Linked DNA regions of Muntiacus reevesi: region 1 is linked to region 2. A link is a contact called in public Hi-C data. All regions are on one chromosome and are shown on one strand. The core of a region is the stretch at or near the end of the contact, and the rest is flanking DNA. Distances in the headings are between cores, read along the strand shown. Region 1 holds the start of SLAIN2 (SLAIN motif family member 2). Region 2 holds the start of FRYL (FRY like transcription coactivator).

Evidence for each region. Hi-C and Micro-C count contacts between places; a contact is called where the count stands out from the background.
Region 1: a contact with region 2 is called in a Hi-C map of muscle, with 2.9 times the contacts expected there. The contact joins the promoter of SLAIN2 here to the promoter of FRYL in region 2. A contact is called at or near these places in 2 of 3 Hi-C or Micro-C datasets (blood and muscle).

What each region holds. Positions count from the first base shown.
Region 1 is chr22:47,200,293-47,207,645 of mMunRee1.1, forward strand. It overlaps SLAIN2 (SLAIN motif family member 2), which reads right to left and starts at 4,018. Exons shown (of 8, transcript XM_065914151.1): 1 at 3,348-4,018. The coding sequence starts at 3,736.
Region 2 is chr22:46,819,877-46,827,572 of mMunRee1.1, forward strand. It overlaps FRYL (FRY like transcription coactivator), which reads left to right and starts at 3,572. Exons shown (of 64, transcript XM_065914184.1): 1 at 3,572-3,790.

The DNA of each region.
Region 1 (7,353 bases), core at 2,768-5,267, 380 kb after region 2:
CGACTTAGGGGCTAAATAACAAGAAGGAAACAAAGTGAGGTTGTTTTACGCTGGAGATTAGAGTGCTCAGTGTGTGGTAGGGAGGAGTCAGTAGGGTTATGATGGCAGTATTCAAATATTGTAAGGGGCTACTCAGGTGGAAAAGGAATTATACTTAGAGAAAGCAAAATAAGGTGGGAACAACATAAGCTATGATGTTATAAAGACCTGGATTCAAATCCTGGCTCCATCATTTACTGTCTGCTATTTGATGCTTAGAGAGTGATTAAGTTTCCTTACCTGAAAAATGATACCTACCTCATAAATGGATAAAAAATTAAGTGCAATTAAATGCAAAATTGTTTATAAGTTGCCTGGCATTGCGTGACACACTGGGATACACAATAACGTAAGTTTCCTTCTCTAGATTTTTCTGAGTAGTTCTATAAGAGTATTTTTTTTTATAAGAGTATTTTTCAAACTAATAATTACCATTAGGGTCACCAAATCAGCTTAGTGAATTGTAACCAGAATTTTTTCCCAAAGAAACAGAAAATCCTAGTGCTTTAACATATATACTAAGTATAGTTTTGTGAAACTGTCTCAATTATTCACATACATGTGTGTACTAAACTATGGTATAAAATGTATCATGAAGATGGGTCTTAAAACAAAAAAAGTGAAAGTCAGTACTAAAAGTACTGTGTGTGTGTGACTCAGCCATGCCTGACTCTTTGCAACCCCATGGACTGCAGCCCACCAGGCTCCTCTGTCCATGGGATTCTCCAGTCAAGAATACCTGAGTGGGTTGCCAGTTTCATCTTCACTAAGTACAATACTGGTTACTAAGTGTGTTCTACAGAAACTAGTTCCTTGGGAGCTCAAATAAGTTTAGGAGACAAACCATACCACTTAAGAGATTTACTATATTCAACACATACTAGCATTATCAAAAAAGTTCAGCATAAAAGAAACCTCTTTCGTTGTTCTTGCACTTTTTCCCCAGATATATCTGATCTCAGACCAACAATTATTTGTTCATACAATATCTACTAACACCTTCAGGAATGGCATTCTGTGGTATGCATTTAGGAAAAAAAAAAATTTCCCTAAATGAAAAAGAAAGAAACGTGTATGTTACAGAAAGTAGATTTTTAGTTTGCTAAGAAAAACTCCTGACTTAAAATCTTTCTCTTACTGCTGCTAACACCCACCACCCTTTATAACTTAATACTTCATACACATACTCCAAAAACACTTTAAACATGATTTTCAAACTTTTAATTCACACAAACCTTTTCAGAAAAAGGGTATGATATCTATAATATCAAGACATGTAACCAGGAACCAACTGGCCAAAAGAAACTTCTGGCGTAGTATTTTAAAAGACTTACTTTACTTGAACAAACCCTATGCTCAGAAACTAAAGCAGCGAAAGACTTAATCAGCCTCTCCAATCGGAGTTAGTGTGTTCTAAGAATATATCATCTAAAATGGGGGATGAGTGCAGCTAATCCTCGTTATTATTAAGAGCATTATTATCATCATCACTTGGAAGAGGCATGTGATGGTATTTAGATGATTCTCACTTCTTTTAAAGTGTATACATACCTAGGATTCCTTTGTGAGGACATGACTTCACACTAATATGAAAACTGTCACTACCACAGTCAGTTCTAATTATATTTGGTATCACTTGGCAGTAAAATAAAGGCTTGACATCATATATTCAAGAGTATCTTGGTATTTCAAACCTTTCTAATCGAGAGTTACAAATATCTCTGACTCTGCTCTAGCAATTTGTCAGAGCATAAAATGCCCCTCACTCCTCAGGCTCCACCTCTCCTCAAAGTTTTCCCAACTACCTTAGACTATTATTTTCTTCCCCATTTCTCAGCACTCTCAGTACTTTTGGTCCCTATCAATCTTTAAAGCAATTCACTATGTATGCCTAGCCTATTTCTTATTTTGTTGTTCAGTTGCCAAGTCCGGTCCAACTCTTCGCAACCCCATCCCAACAAGAATGTAACTGCCTTAATGAACAGGGATCAAATTTAAGAATCTCCCACAAGATCCTGGAAGCATTCGCTAAATAAATATTTCTTAGTTTTAACAACTTGGCTTAAGAGTAATAGCAGCGAGTGTCAGAGATCTTATATACCAGACTCATGCTAAAAGGATACATGGATTATCTCACATGATCTTCACAACTCCATAGAATAAAGAACTATTATTTTCTTCATCAAATAGGAGGAAGAAAGTGAGGCTCAGAGTAACTTGCCCAAGGTCGTACAGCTGTGAGTAGCAGAGCCAGGGCCTGAATCCAGGCAAAGCTCTCAACTGTATCAGGACATTCTGTAAAGTTGCAGCCCTGCAAAACCAGCGTCTATGAAGGATTTCAATTTCACTAAGTTAGAAGTTTCAATTTCAACAAAGAACAGACACTTTAGCTAAAAGATTAAAACTTAAAAAAAAAAAGACAAATTAAGAATTTCCCACAGATATTTTTATGCAATTGCCATAAAACACGAAGGAAACCGCCTCTCAAGTCCTCTCTATATATGGAAGTGATATTATGCCGTGGGTCACAATTTTATCAAGTAGCTTGTGACAATACAGTTCGGCTCACATTTTTAAATAGGGCTCTTTTTCTCTGCCTCTAGAATGACATAGAAATGAAAGATGGAAAACTGTCACTTCACAGCTTAGAAAAACGCCAGACCCAATTCTTGTTTAAAAAATGAGAGTCAGGGCTCTTGTTCCACCGTTGACTCTTACACAAAGCGACACCATCCTCTGCCCTCTTCACACAAAGCAAGCTTCACCCCACTACTCAAGGGGGAGTGCTGATTCACACGGTTTCCCCACTGCCACCAGAAATGCACCCAACTCCCACTGGTCCAAAACGATGACCACCGCGCGGACTTCGATTACCCCGGTCTGCTCCCCGCACCGGGTGACACCTCATCAAACAGACCCCCCTCCCCGATACCCAAAATGCCCAGGCCACCATCCGAAAGCCAGGATTTCACACAAAGCAAGATCCCTTCCTACAAAAACAGTTTCCCATCTCCGACTCCTCCCACGGCGAGCAGCCCTTCCTAGGCTGTGCCAGTCCCCAGACCCCAAGGGGCCCGAAGCCCAGAGGGTCCCCCACCCAGAGAAGAACTAGCTACAAACCCTGTTCCTCTAGCCAGCCTCGAATCCCCAACTCTCGCTGACCTTACCGCTGCCAAAGCAAGAAATCCATGAGTCAGAAAGCGGACCCCGCTACACAAACCGAGGTGTCTTACCGGGGGACCCTCAGAAGACGCTCTCCGCCCCGGGGCCCGTCCCCGCCCTGCCCCGGCCCGGAGCCCCGCGCTCACCAGCTCTCCTCCTCCTCCTCCCAGCCTGACAGGCGCTCCAGCTCCTCGGGCCGCAGCGGCTCCACCTCGTCCAGCAAACCGCCCTCGCCCGCTGCCAGCAAGGAGGTGGCGTCCCGCAGCTCCTCGCTACTCGTTCGCCTCGGGCCCGACCCGGCCCCGCTGCCCGATTTGGCGCTGAGGCCCAAGGGGAAGCCCCGAGGAGACGCCGTGCCGGAGGAGGGAGTGGACGCGCCGGCCCGAACTGGGCTGCCGGGCCCCAAGGAGGCGGCGCCCTGCACGGCCCCGGAGCGGCTCCTCAGCTGCTCGTTCTGCTTCTCCAGCATCTTCACCAGCTCCTGCAGTTTCCGCACCTCCTGGTCCGCGTTCACGTCTGAGTTAACGTCCTCCATCCCGGCCCCGCTGCCTCTGCCGCCCGCCACCCGTTCGGACTCACAGCGACAGGGAAAGAGCCGGAGGAAAGAGGCGCTGCCGCCGCCGCTCACTCTAGCCGAGGCGCCGGCATATAGCAAGGCCAGGCCCCACCGCCAGTGTCCCTCCTGCTCCGGTTCCCAAGCGTCGCCGGACCCAGCCGAGCCGCCTCATCTGCGCCGGCTCCAGGATTGGGGGAGGCGGCGCCAATATCCGGCCTCGGCAGCCATCTTCCCTCCGTCCCTCCGCCCCCCTCAGCCCGGCCCAGTGGGTGACCTCAGAGCGTCGTGGGTGGACCGGCCGCCGACCGGCGCTAGGAACCCAGCTCAGATCTCGCGGAGGGGCGTGGCCATGGGCGAGGCTGGTGGGGTGGGGCCGTGTGGGGCGGGCCTTAAGCCGGAAGGGACGTGTTCGGAGCGTTGGCGGAGGCGGGACACTGCTGCGCAGTGTGAGACGAGCGATTCCGAGCGCAGGAGGGGCCCGAGGGGGTGTGGCCCAGGCGGCGGATGGGACTAAGGTTGCAAGTCGAGACTCAGCCCCACTCAGCTCTGGCTGAACACCCGCCTGTGGGTCCAGCGTCCGATCCTGTTCTCCTTCAAAGCGGGTTCTCTGGTGGCGCTGAGCCTGGCCCGGTGGAAAGAGTTTACTTCGTGTGTTCAACAAATAGTCGATGCCTTCTTGAAAGGGGTTTGTCGGCTCTGGCAGGAGCCGCAGACCATCTGTGACCCGTTTCTTCCTCTGAAAACGAGAAAGCCAAATCTCAAGTGCTTAAGAGAGGTCTAAGGTCAAAAGAATAACCATAAATTGTTGAGTGCTTACTACGGAGAGACACTGTGCATTAGATAAAGGCATTATCTAGAACAATTTTCCCGACTTCGCTGCTGTTTTCAGCACACTCATGGAAGCAGGGATAGAAAACTGCTCCTTTCTCAACTTTTCCTGTTAGTCGATGCATAATTTCTTCTTTGTATTGTTTTCTTCTGAAAACCTTTTCCATGTTGTGTCTTCCCTTTAAAAGGTTCCGTATTGAAAGTACTTAGTAAACATGTTGACGAATACTGATAAACGCTGAGAGAAGTATGACTAAAAATTTGTATTCAGTGGCACCCGTTTGTAATTTGTCCCAGGTGGTGCAGTGGTAAAGAATCTGCCTGCCAATGCAGGAGGCAGAAGCGGCCTGGGTTCGATCCCTGGAGATCCCCTGGAGAAGGAAATGGAACCCACTCCGGTTTTCTTGCTCGGATATCCCGTCGGCAGAGGAGCCTGGTGGGCTACACTCCATGGGGTCACAAAGAGTCGGAAATGAATGAGACACACACACACACTCTTTGTTTTGATCACGTTCAGTGCTCTTGAGACCTCAGTTGTGAACTACTGGTTTCTGTTTGCAGCTTTCCTCTAATTGCCTCCTCCACCCTTTGCTAACAATGACCCAGTCCAATTACCCCTGGATGTGGACTCACATGCCCAGTCATACTTGCTTCTACCCTCTAGTCCTCCTGCGCTGCATCTTCCTTATACTGAATGTTCTACCTGCCAAGTCTGATTCTTTTCTTAAAACTCCGGCTCACCTATTTAGGAAATCTTTTCCTGACAATTCCAAGAAGATCTAGTTTTTCTGTTTACTGTAGCATTGCTGTTGTTCAGTTGCTAAGTCATGTCCGACCCTCTGCGACCCGGTGGACTGCAGCATGGCAGGCCTCACTGTCTTCAGTATCTCCTGGAGCTTGCTCAAACTTGTGTACATTGATCAGCATTACCTGATCAATAATTTTCAACAGGTATTTCTACTTTTGAAAAATTTGCTTCTTTTTCTAAGTCACTTTCAACTCTTTTTGTCTTTGTATCTGATGAAAAGGGACCGTTCATTTTAGTTTTCCAGGTCTAGTAAAGTGCCTGACACAGTGGACATTCAATATTTGGCTTGTTGAAAGTTATGAGGAAGGTAAATTCTGATAGGTCAAGGACCAGATAGATGTTTATTCATAGCAAAGAAAAAGCATTGAGTATTTTCAATGTTTGCTAACTATAAACAGGTAGAATATTTTCCTAGCTAAGCACACCTAGTCAAAGAATGTCTTTGCATTACAGTAACTGTGAAGCAGTATATATTACCTGTTTAATGCAGGTCTAAATATCATTGCTGTCTCTCGCACATCTGAATTAGTCACCAGAGGGTTAAACTTCATGGTTGCTTTACATAGAGCACCTTCACGTGCATCTAATGGTTTGCAAAATAGATCCCAACCAGCTAGGTTCTGTAACAAGAACATTCCAAATATATTCCTTGAAAAGAATAATAGTTTATATAACATTATGGAGTTCATGGGACAGGGAGAGGTTGGTGTAATGTGAAGGAATGAATGCGTCATCAGAAGCCTGGATGGCAGATTCTAGTTATACCATAAATATGGTGCATGTGTGCTAACTAAGTTGCTTCAGTCACTCCAACTCTTTGCAACACTATGGACCATAGCCCACCAGGCTCCTCTGTCCATGGGGTTCTCCAGGCAAGAATACAGGAGTAGGTTGCCATTTTCTTCTCCAGGGAATCTTCCCGATTCAGGGATCAAACCCACATCTCTTATTGGCAGGTGGGCTCTTTACCAATAGCACCACCTACTTGACTTTAATCTCTGGCCTTATATTCAAAATATGTTTGAATACTTCCTAGCACCACCTCTAGTTCAAGCTGCTATCTTTTCTTGTGGTTCTGTCTTAATGGGTTGTTCCACGTTGCTGCTTACAATCTGTGATGCACATAGTAACCAGATGATCCTTTGTGTAAGTCAGACCAGGTCAGTTCTTTGCTGGGGATCCTCTACTTGATTCTTAACATACTTAAATATCTCAGGTCCTTTCCTTGGCCTGTAAGATTGGATACCTGGCAACTGCTTCAGGTATCTCACTGAGTACCCTATTCTTCCCTTCCATCACCCTAGTCCAGTCACACTGGCCTTTCTGATGTTCTTCAAACATGCCATGCAGATCTCTACTTTAGGGACTTTGCACTTGCTATTCCCTCTATCCAGGGTCAACTCTTCTTCCTTACTGTCACATTACTAATCTCCCTTCATTCAGGTCTCAGCTCAAATATAACCACCTAAGTTCACTATCTTCATTATTATGACCCTCACAAAATAGCATCCTTACCGTTCCCTACCCTCTTAACCTTTTAATTTTTCCTCTGATACATCATCTGTTTCTTCCTGTGGTTTATTGCCTATCTCTCCCCAGCAGAATGTGAACTGTGTGAAAACAGGATTCACTGATGCCTGGTGCCAAGAGCAGTGCCTGCCATGTGGTAGACATTAATAAATGTTGAATGAATGGATGGATTTAGGTCAAGTGGATTTCAGATAAATGTATTTGTTATGTCTCAGATCATTAAGGTGGAGATTCCTAATAATGTTGAACGGTTGATTTTCTTAATTATATTTCCTCTTCCAAAAGAGCAGCATGTCATACACATACGTCATCTTCAACACTTCTCCACATCCTGAATGCCAACAGCCCTTACAAATTGCCAAGGAGAGAAAATCTTAGGTTTTCACTGAAAAGCATGAGGACAAGAATTTTACATTCCATCCTAAAACTA
Region 2 (7,696 bases), core at 2,322-4,821:
CAGAGAAGGCTTCACAAAACAGGTAAAAACTTCTTTTAGGTTTTGATGGACAGATCGAAGAGTCTGCCAGGTAAGCGTGGACGGGAAGGCTATTCCACACAAAGGAAACCTCATGCCACAAAGCACTGAGGCTTGAAAAATCGTGATCACTGATATCTAAAGAGCAGCCATTTCAAGTGTCAAATGGAGGAGTAGCCAGAGAAGAAACCTGAGAGGTAGTCTGCAGTCAGATTATAAGAGACTTGTATGTTTTGGTGAGATGCTTTGACTGTATTCAATATGTGCTTGGAGAATCTTTAAAGGGTTTTAAGTAGGAGGGTACTGGAAGTCTTTTAGAAAATATATTAGTATCATTTTTTTTTCCTGCCTCAGTACCATACTGAACAGCAAGTACTGAACATAACTGAATCTTTTACTAATAACTGAAGATCGTTCAGTGATCTTCTAAATGAATATTAGTTCTCATTTTATAAAAGAAAACATTGAAGTATAGAATGTATAGGACTTCCTCCTCTATAGAGATCCAGGAAATATTTTTTGAAGTTTCTTTATAAAACAAATTACTATGAACAGATTTTGTTTTAATTTGTCTTATTCTTCTTAATACTAATAAAGGGCTGGGGAAAGAGATTTTGGTGGACAGCTTTTAGTGACTGGGTTTTTTCTTAATTTTACTATGGAAAATCACTGATTGATAGATGGTATCCACCTACATGCTGGGTGAGGGATAAAATTGTGCCACTTACAGATAGAGTTTGGAAATTCATTATACTCTCTGGAGAATGGAGATGCATTCATCAATTCCCCCTATTGTTTACTGAACACATAATAATTCCTATATGAATGTTGGTGAACTGAAAAGAATTTGCAATACACATGGTAACATAATTTTTCTGAGGAAAACTAAATTACTGGCTTAGCTGGTAGTTCTTTGATATGGCTTACCTTTATATATAAACAAAGGGAGAATAAGAGATCATAATGTGTGAAATTTCACCTTTCCGAAACTTCACCACGTCTGACTCTTTGTCACACCATGGACTGTAGCCCACCAGGCTCTTTTGTCCATGGAATTCTCCAGGCAAGAATACTGGAATGGGTTGCCATTTCCTTCTCCTGGGGATCTTCCTGACCCAGGGACTGAACTCTGGTCTCCCACATTGCGGGAAGTCTCTTTACTGACTGAGTCACCAGGGGATCCCTATAAAAGTTTTTAACAAAGATCTATATACAAGGATGTTGAAAAGCTTTGGTCATACTGGCATAAATTGGGGGAATATTTTTTATGGCTGTGCTGGGTCTTCGTTGCTGCACACGGGCTTTCTCCATTTGCTGCAATAGGGGGCTACTTGCCAGTTGTGTTGTGGGGGCTTCTCATTGCCACGGCTTCCTTTGTTGCCAAGCATGGGCTCTAGGTGCGCAGGCTTCAGTAGCTGCAGCGCTGTGGGCTCAACAGTTGTGGCAGAAGGACTTTGTTGCTCCTCGGCTGTGGAATTTCCCCAGACCAAAGACAGAATCTGTGTCCCCTGCATTGACAGGTGGAATCTTAACCACTGGACCACCAGGGAAGTCCGGAATATTTCTTTTTGAAGAATGTGGATCTGGCTTAGAGATGGGAAACAAATGTAGGGAATATAAAGTCTCTCTGAAGGGAAAAGGGCAAATTGTTGATTCCTCCAGGGTTAGAATTGGAGCTGTGTTCAATAACACAGAACATTCTTAAGAATGACCTGCATATGCAGGCTTGTAGATTTTCTAAATTCTTCCTCAGTGTAAAATACCAATAGCAGTATTATTACCAGTAGTCTGGGTGTATAGGCTAAAAAAGTAATAAATAAATTGTGGGCAAGTGTGAAATAGAGAAAAAACAATATGAATTACATTTGTTAGGTGATGATCTCAACATGGTTGGTTAGGTATAAGGAAAAGAATCCAGAGGTTACTGTAGACTGCTTTCTGGAGTTATGAGTCGAATGTGCTATTGTAACAAAATATTCTTGGCCTCATAAAGCAAGAGATTTACAAAGAACTTGAAAACTTAACCTGGATCTTGATTTTTAAAAAATACCTGTGAAGGCCATATAAATATAATCCAGGTTATTTCCTTGTCTCTTGCCCCTAATAGAAACACCTAAACCACCCACAACGTTTCCCTTTTCTCACTCTTCCATATTTAGGGTATTTCCAGGAGATTTCCCCCCTGAACTCTCCGAAAATTCATATCTACTACTGCTGTTTATCTCCCTCTTTCTGGTCCTAAATCCCTTCTGGGGTACTGCCAAGCGCTGCCACTTTCTTGGCACCGCTTGTTTCCGCTGGGCTCTCACTGCAAATACACTAAACATCCTGAGGTCCAAAGTCTCTCTAAGTTTATTGGCAAAGGGAGGCAGACATTTAACTATTTCCCCCTAACATTCATAGATAGGTACCAAAGCACTTGAGTACCGAATCTTAGTAGGTACAACCCTTCCGGTTCTTACAGTTCCCATGGGAACCTGGGGAGCTCCTAATACAGACTTTACCAGGCTGCCGAAGAATTCCTCCTCTTTCCATGCGTGAGGTTTTGCTGCAGGGTTAGCAGCTTCTGGTGCCAGACTCCCCCAGTTCTCTCAAGGAATAACCTTCTGGTGCCCAACTGGGCTCAACTCAGGCTCCCCCTACACAGTTCTAGCAAGAGGTAAGGACTTCTTCAAGTTTGGAGGATGATGGCACGGTGGCTGGGCATCTATTCAATCTTTTCAGAAGAGTAACAGATCTCGTCAAAAACCCGAGATAACAACAGAGGACATGAATTAAACGGAGCTTTAAATAGAAGCGATTTAAACGAACGACTGTGGAACAAACAAGGGCACCTCTAGGTTTTCAGATACCTTTATTAAAGATCTTTGGGGTTGCAAAATGCCAGTGGGATCAACAGTAGGAGTAGAGTGGACAGTGAGTTAAAACTTGTTGGTTACATCTCAAGAGTGAGTACTAGAAATGCGGGTATTCTTCCTCATTCTAACCACTCCATTCAGTAGACCGAAGAATGAGATTCCGCTGGATCCCAGCTCCAGTTCCCTGATATATTAATCATTAGGAGATTTTGAAATTTTCTTCTCTCCCTTTTCGTCTTTCCCCAATACAGACTATGAGTTTGTCTACGACCCTTACCAACATTTAATGGGAAAGGCGCTTTGAACTAGGCAAAGTGGGGAGGAGGACTTTGCGGTCGTGTTTCTCAAACCCGTGGAGAGAGAGCAATAATAGGTAAGGGGCGTGCAGACTAACTCCTTCCTTGTCCAATCAGCTGCACAGGAAGATGTCCTTTTACCAATAAAAATAAAGTTCGCTTTCCGGAGGCGGGAGGGTAAGCCTTGACTGCCAGTTCTCCAAAGCAACGACAGAGTAGAAGACAGAGAATGATCGGAGGTAGGACCAACCCAGGAAAAGGGGCGGGGTGAAGGCGGGGGTAACTCTGAGCGGCGGCTGCACTGGCCAGTGGGGTGTGAGAACTGCTGTTCCTGTTGTAGTGTTTCTCGCCAATCAGGAAGACCAGGGAGTGGGCGGGGCGGGGAAGAGGTGGGAAGAGCTCGCAGCACCGCCGGGCGCCCGTCGGGCTCTTGGGGAGAGAGAGAGAGAGAAATCCGGTTAAAATCTGGAGTCGGAGGGAGGTTTAACCACAGATCGGTTCCGATCGGATTATTCCTTAAAGGGGACGCGCCATTGTCAAGAGAACGGAGCCCGGGGCCCGAGGGCGGGTACCGGCGGCGCCTGAGGAGCGAGGCAGCTGCACTTGGACTGGGGACGGGTAGGTGTTGCCTGGGGAAAGGCGCTTCATTTCACTTTCTCTTCCAGCTCCAGAGGCGGGCGCCTGGATGCCCGCCGGCCGGCGGCCACAACCCCGGCGGGAGACGAGGTCGTTGGCCCTCGCCTGCTTTCTGATGGGGGCCGAGACGGGAGGCGGGCCAGGATGGTTGGAAGCTGCGCCGCCCGGGCCAAGACCCGTAACGGACAGTAAGCCGCGCCGCAGCCCCCGTCTCAACCGAAAACTCGCCGGAGCGGCAGCTGGTCCTCGGGGAGCGCCGCGCGCTTGGCTCCCCCGCGCGCCCGGCTGCCGGTGCGCGCGCTGGTTCCTTGCGCGCCCCCTTCCCCTCGCGCGCCCAATTCTGCTCGCGCGCGCCGCGCCCTCGCGGACTCGCGGGAGCCGCCCCGCGGGGAGGAAGGCGGCGAGGCGGAGGGAGGTCGGCGGCCACCGCTCTGCCGCCCTGGCCATGAAGGCAGGGCTGGGAAGCAAACTTAGCGCGGCAGCTGGCGACCCCGGGCGCGCAGGGGCGCTGGGGCCCGAGGAGAGTGCAGAGTCGCCAGCCGGGCCCAGCATTGTCCTGCTTTTCCTTTGCTCTGGTCTCTCCGCCCACTGCTCGCGGCCGTGGGGAGGGGTGCGGATGCGGGCGTCGTGCCCGCGCTGCTCCGGGCCGGCGGCGCACCCCCAGACTCGGTGCCTGCTTGAGCCGGAGTCTGCCCCACCGACCCCGCAGCCGCCGCCCGTCGGGGCCAGGGAGCATCTTTGCAGCTCTCCAGTCTCGGCACCCGCGCAGGCTGCTTGGGTGCTGAGCTCGTCTTTGTAACTTTTCTTTGCCTATTGATGGAAGTTATGGCTTCAGGGCGGCAGGTTCTTTGGGCAAAACATCGTTTCCTGCGTTTTGGAAAGGCTCACTTCTAGGACGAAGTGGTTCTTGATCACTGTCGAACTTTTCCTCCCATCCCAGTTTCATTCCTGGCACCTAAAATAGTTTGTTTTGTGGATTTGCATTGTAAGGGAGCTTTAACCTCTCTTAGGTCAAGATAATTTGGAAAGAAAAAAAAAAAGGGAGGGGTGCTGATGAGGAGCAAGAGCTCTTTGTAGAGAGAATTTGCCTTCACCTTTGAACTGTGGGAAGTGTTACCTCGACTGACTGGCGGAGATTCTTGTGGAAGGAAAAAGAAACATTGCAAAACAAAACAAAAAATTTCAGATTGCTAGGGTCTATAGGATTAGGCGGAAAAAATAGAATTTTGATAGAAATAAAGTTAAACTATTTTGCCGAGCAGATACCTTCCGTAAAGTTAGTTTCTGCTACTGAACCCATTGAGATTATAGTTAGTAACAGCAGCTTGTACTATTGATAAACGTAAGAAAAATTTTCCTCCTCCATCTTAAGCATTAGTGCTATTCTGTACTTGTCAATCCCTGGAGAAGGGAATGGCAACCCACTCCAGTATTCTTGCCTGGAGAATTCCACGGATAGAGGAGCCTGATATGCTCCAGTCCATGGGGTCGCCAAGAATCGGACACGACTGAGCGACTAATACACATACCTGTCAATACTTGCTAAAGAAGTTACATTTAGAAACAGTACATCCTTGTTAGAAACCTAATTTAGAAAAGGAATATTTTCATGAGCGTTCATTTTTGACAGTTTCTTCTTGTGCAATACTTTGTAGAGTACTTGCATATGCAAGTTACAAGCCTATAAACAAAGTTGCGGTGGGTGTGTTATTATGTAGTGTCTTTTTGGCTACTCATTATCAAAGATAGCATTCCATCCTGTCTTTTCTTCCATTCTGAGTTATTTTGTAAAACTGCTTCTTTAGAAAACTGAATTTATTGGAACCTCTGGCCCAGTGATTGGGGGGGGGTGGGTGGTGTGTGTGTGTGTGTGTGTGTGTGTGTGTGTGTGTGTGTGTGTGTGTGTGTGTGTGTGTGTGTGTGTGTGGGTGGTGTGTGTGTGTGTGTGTGTGTGTGTGTGTGTGTTTGTTTAAGCAATATAACAACTTTCCGAACCTCTGGCCCAGTGATTGGGGGGGGGTGGGTGGTGTGTGTGTGTGTGTGTGTGTGTGTGTGTGTGTGTGTGTGTGTGTGTGTGGTGTGTGTGTGTGTGTGTGTGTGTGTGTGTGTGTTTGTTTAAGCAATATAACAACTTTCCGAACCTCTGGCCCAGTGATTGGGGGGGGGTGGGTGGTGTGTGTGTGTGTGTGTGTGTGTGTGTGTGTGTGTGTTTGTTTAAGCAATATAACAACTTTCCGAACAACTTTCCGAAGTGTTCATTAACTGCTTCAAACTGAATTTATTGGAACCTCTGGCCCAGTGATTGGGTGTGTGTGTGTGTGTGTGTGTGTGTGTGTGTGTGTGTGTGTGTTTAAGCAATATAACAACTTTCCGAAGTGTTCATTAACTGCTCAGTAACTTTATGAGTGGTGTGAAGCATTATAACATAAATTCACAGGCTCAGCATAACAGCAGAGAAACTATACTTGGGAAACTAAAAGTCAATTTCAGAGAATAATGTCTGAGAGATGCTTTACTCTTCCTATAGAATTTTGGAAGTGTAGACATAAAAACACATGATCTTTCCTAGTAATCTTGATGGTATCTGGCATTGTACACATAATGCTCCCCTTTCTTCTCCTTTCCTTTGATAAGTATGTCAGGCAAGCTTGCTAGCATAATCTTCCTTTCCATCTCATAATAGAAAGTAGAAGATTAAAGCAAGCTTCCAAAATTCTATTTTTGTTCACTTACCAGCTTATTTAAACAATAAAGGAGAGAATTCCGGAACTTTTAAAAGATTACATATGAAGAAAGCACTCAGAATTACCTTTGAAATATCTAGGTTGTGTTTCCTGGAGAACATATATTTCCTGTGTGCTTTTCACATTGTTTTAAACGCATTGTCTTAATTATACACATTGCCAAGGCTTTTCTTGAATTGTGAAGTGTCCCTTGAGATCCCTGGGAACTAGAACTGTCCTCTATTTCTGTGCAGATTCACTCTGTTACCTAATACATTTCTAGTACCCAGTAAATGGATTTGTTGACTTAGGTCTTCGTGACAGAAAAAGATAATATTCTGTAAAGGCTGCTTGAGAGGCTTATTTAAAAAAAAACAAAAACAAAAACACCTTTCTGAACAAGTTACACCAAAGACCAACAGTTGGTTTAGTGTCTAGGGGAAGGTATGTTAATCTAGTTGCTTTTTGTTCTGTGTACAAAAGTGTGACTTAGTTGTTAATAGTATTTGATCCGCAGACATCTGTCGTGATGGTGATTGTTGTCCCAATTATTAGAACTAGGTTTAATCTGTAAACATCTGTTGAGTATCCATTTATTTGAGGAGTATTATGGAAACATAAAGTAGAAATGGATGACAATCATCACTCTCAAAGTTATGGAGATTAATGGGGAAAATGCAAAATTATCATCCATTGGGAAAAGATAATGTGTGTCTCATTGCAGTAACAGGTGCATAGTAACAGGGACACAGGATTCATGCCAAAATGGTAAAGGAATGGTGGAATTGTTAAAAACTTAGGTGATGTAGGAAAGTTTTCATTGTTTTATGTAGCAAATCTTATATTTTTTAAAAATAAAAAATAAAGTATGTTTGGGGTGTATATTCACTACTTGAACTATTTTTAATATGTAAAATATTGGTTGAGGGGCAGAGCATGTACTCTGAATTTCAGTTATTGTTACTTCATCAGTGGGATCATCCCTCTAACCCAGCTCATGTTACCTTGTCTGCAAGCTCTCTTGTTCTAATCCCAAGTGATGGCTCTTTTCTCTTGCTCCTGTAAAGTCCTTTTCAGCTCAAGCCATGCTTTGCTTATATGTGTATTTCTTCATTAGATTTTGAACTTTGGTAAAAAGCATTAACAAAAGTTGGAACTTTCCCTC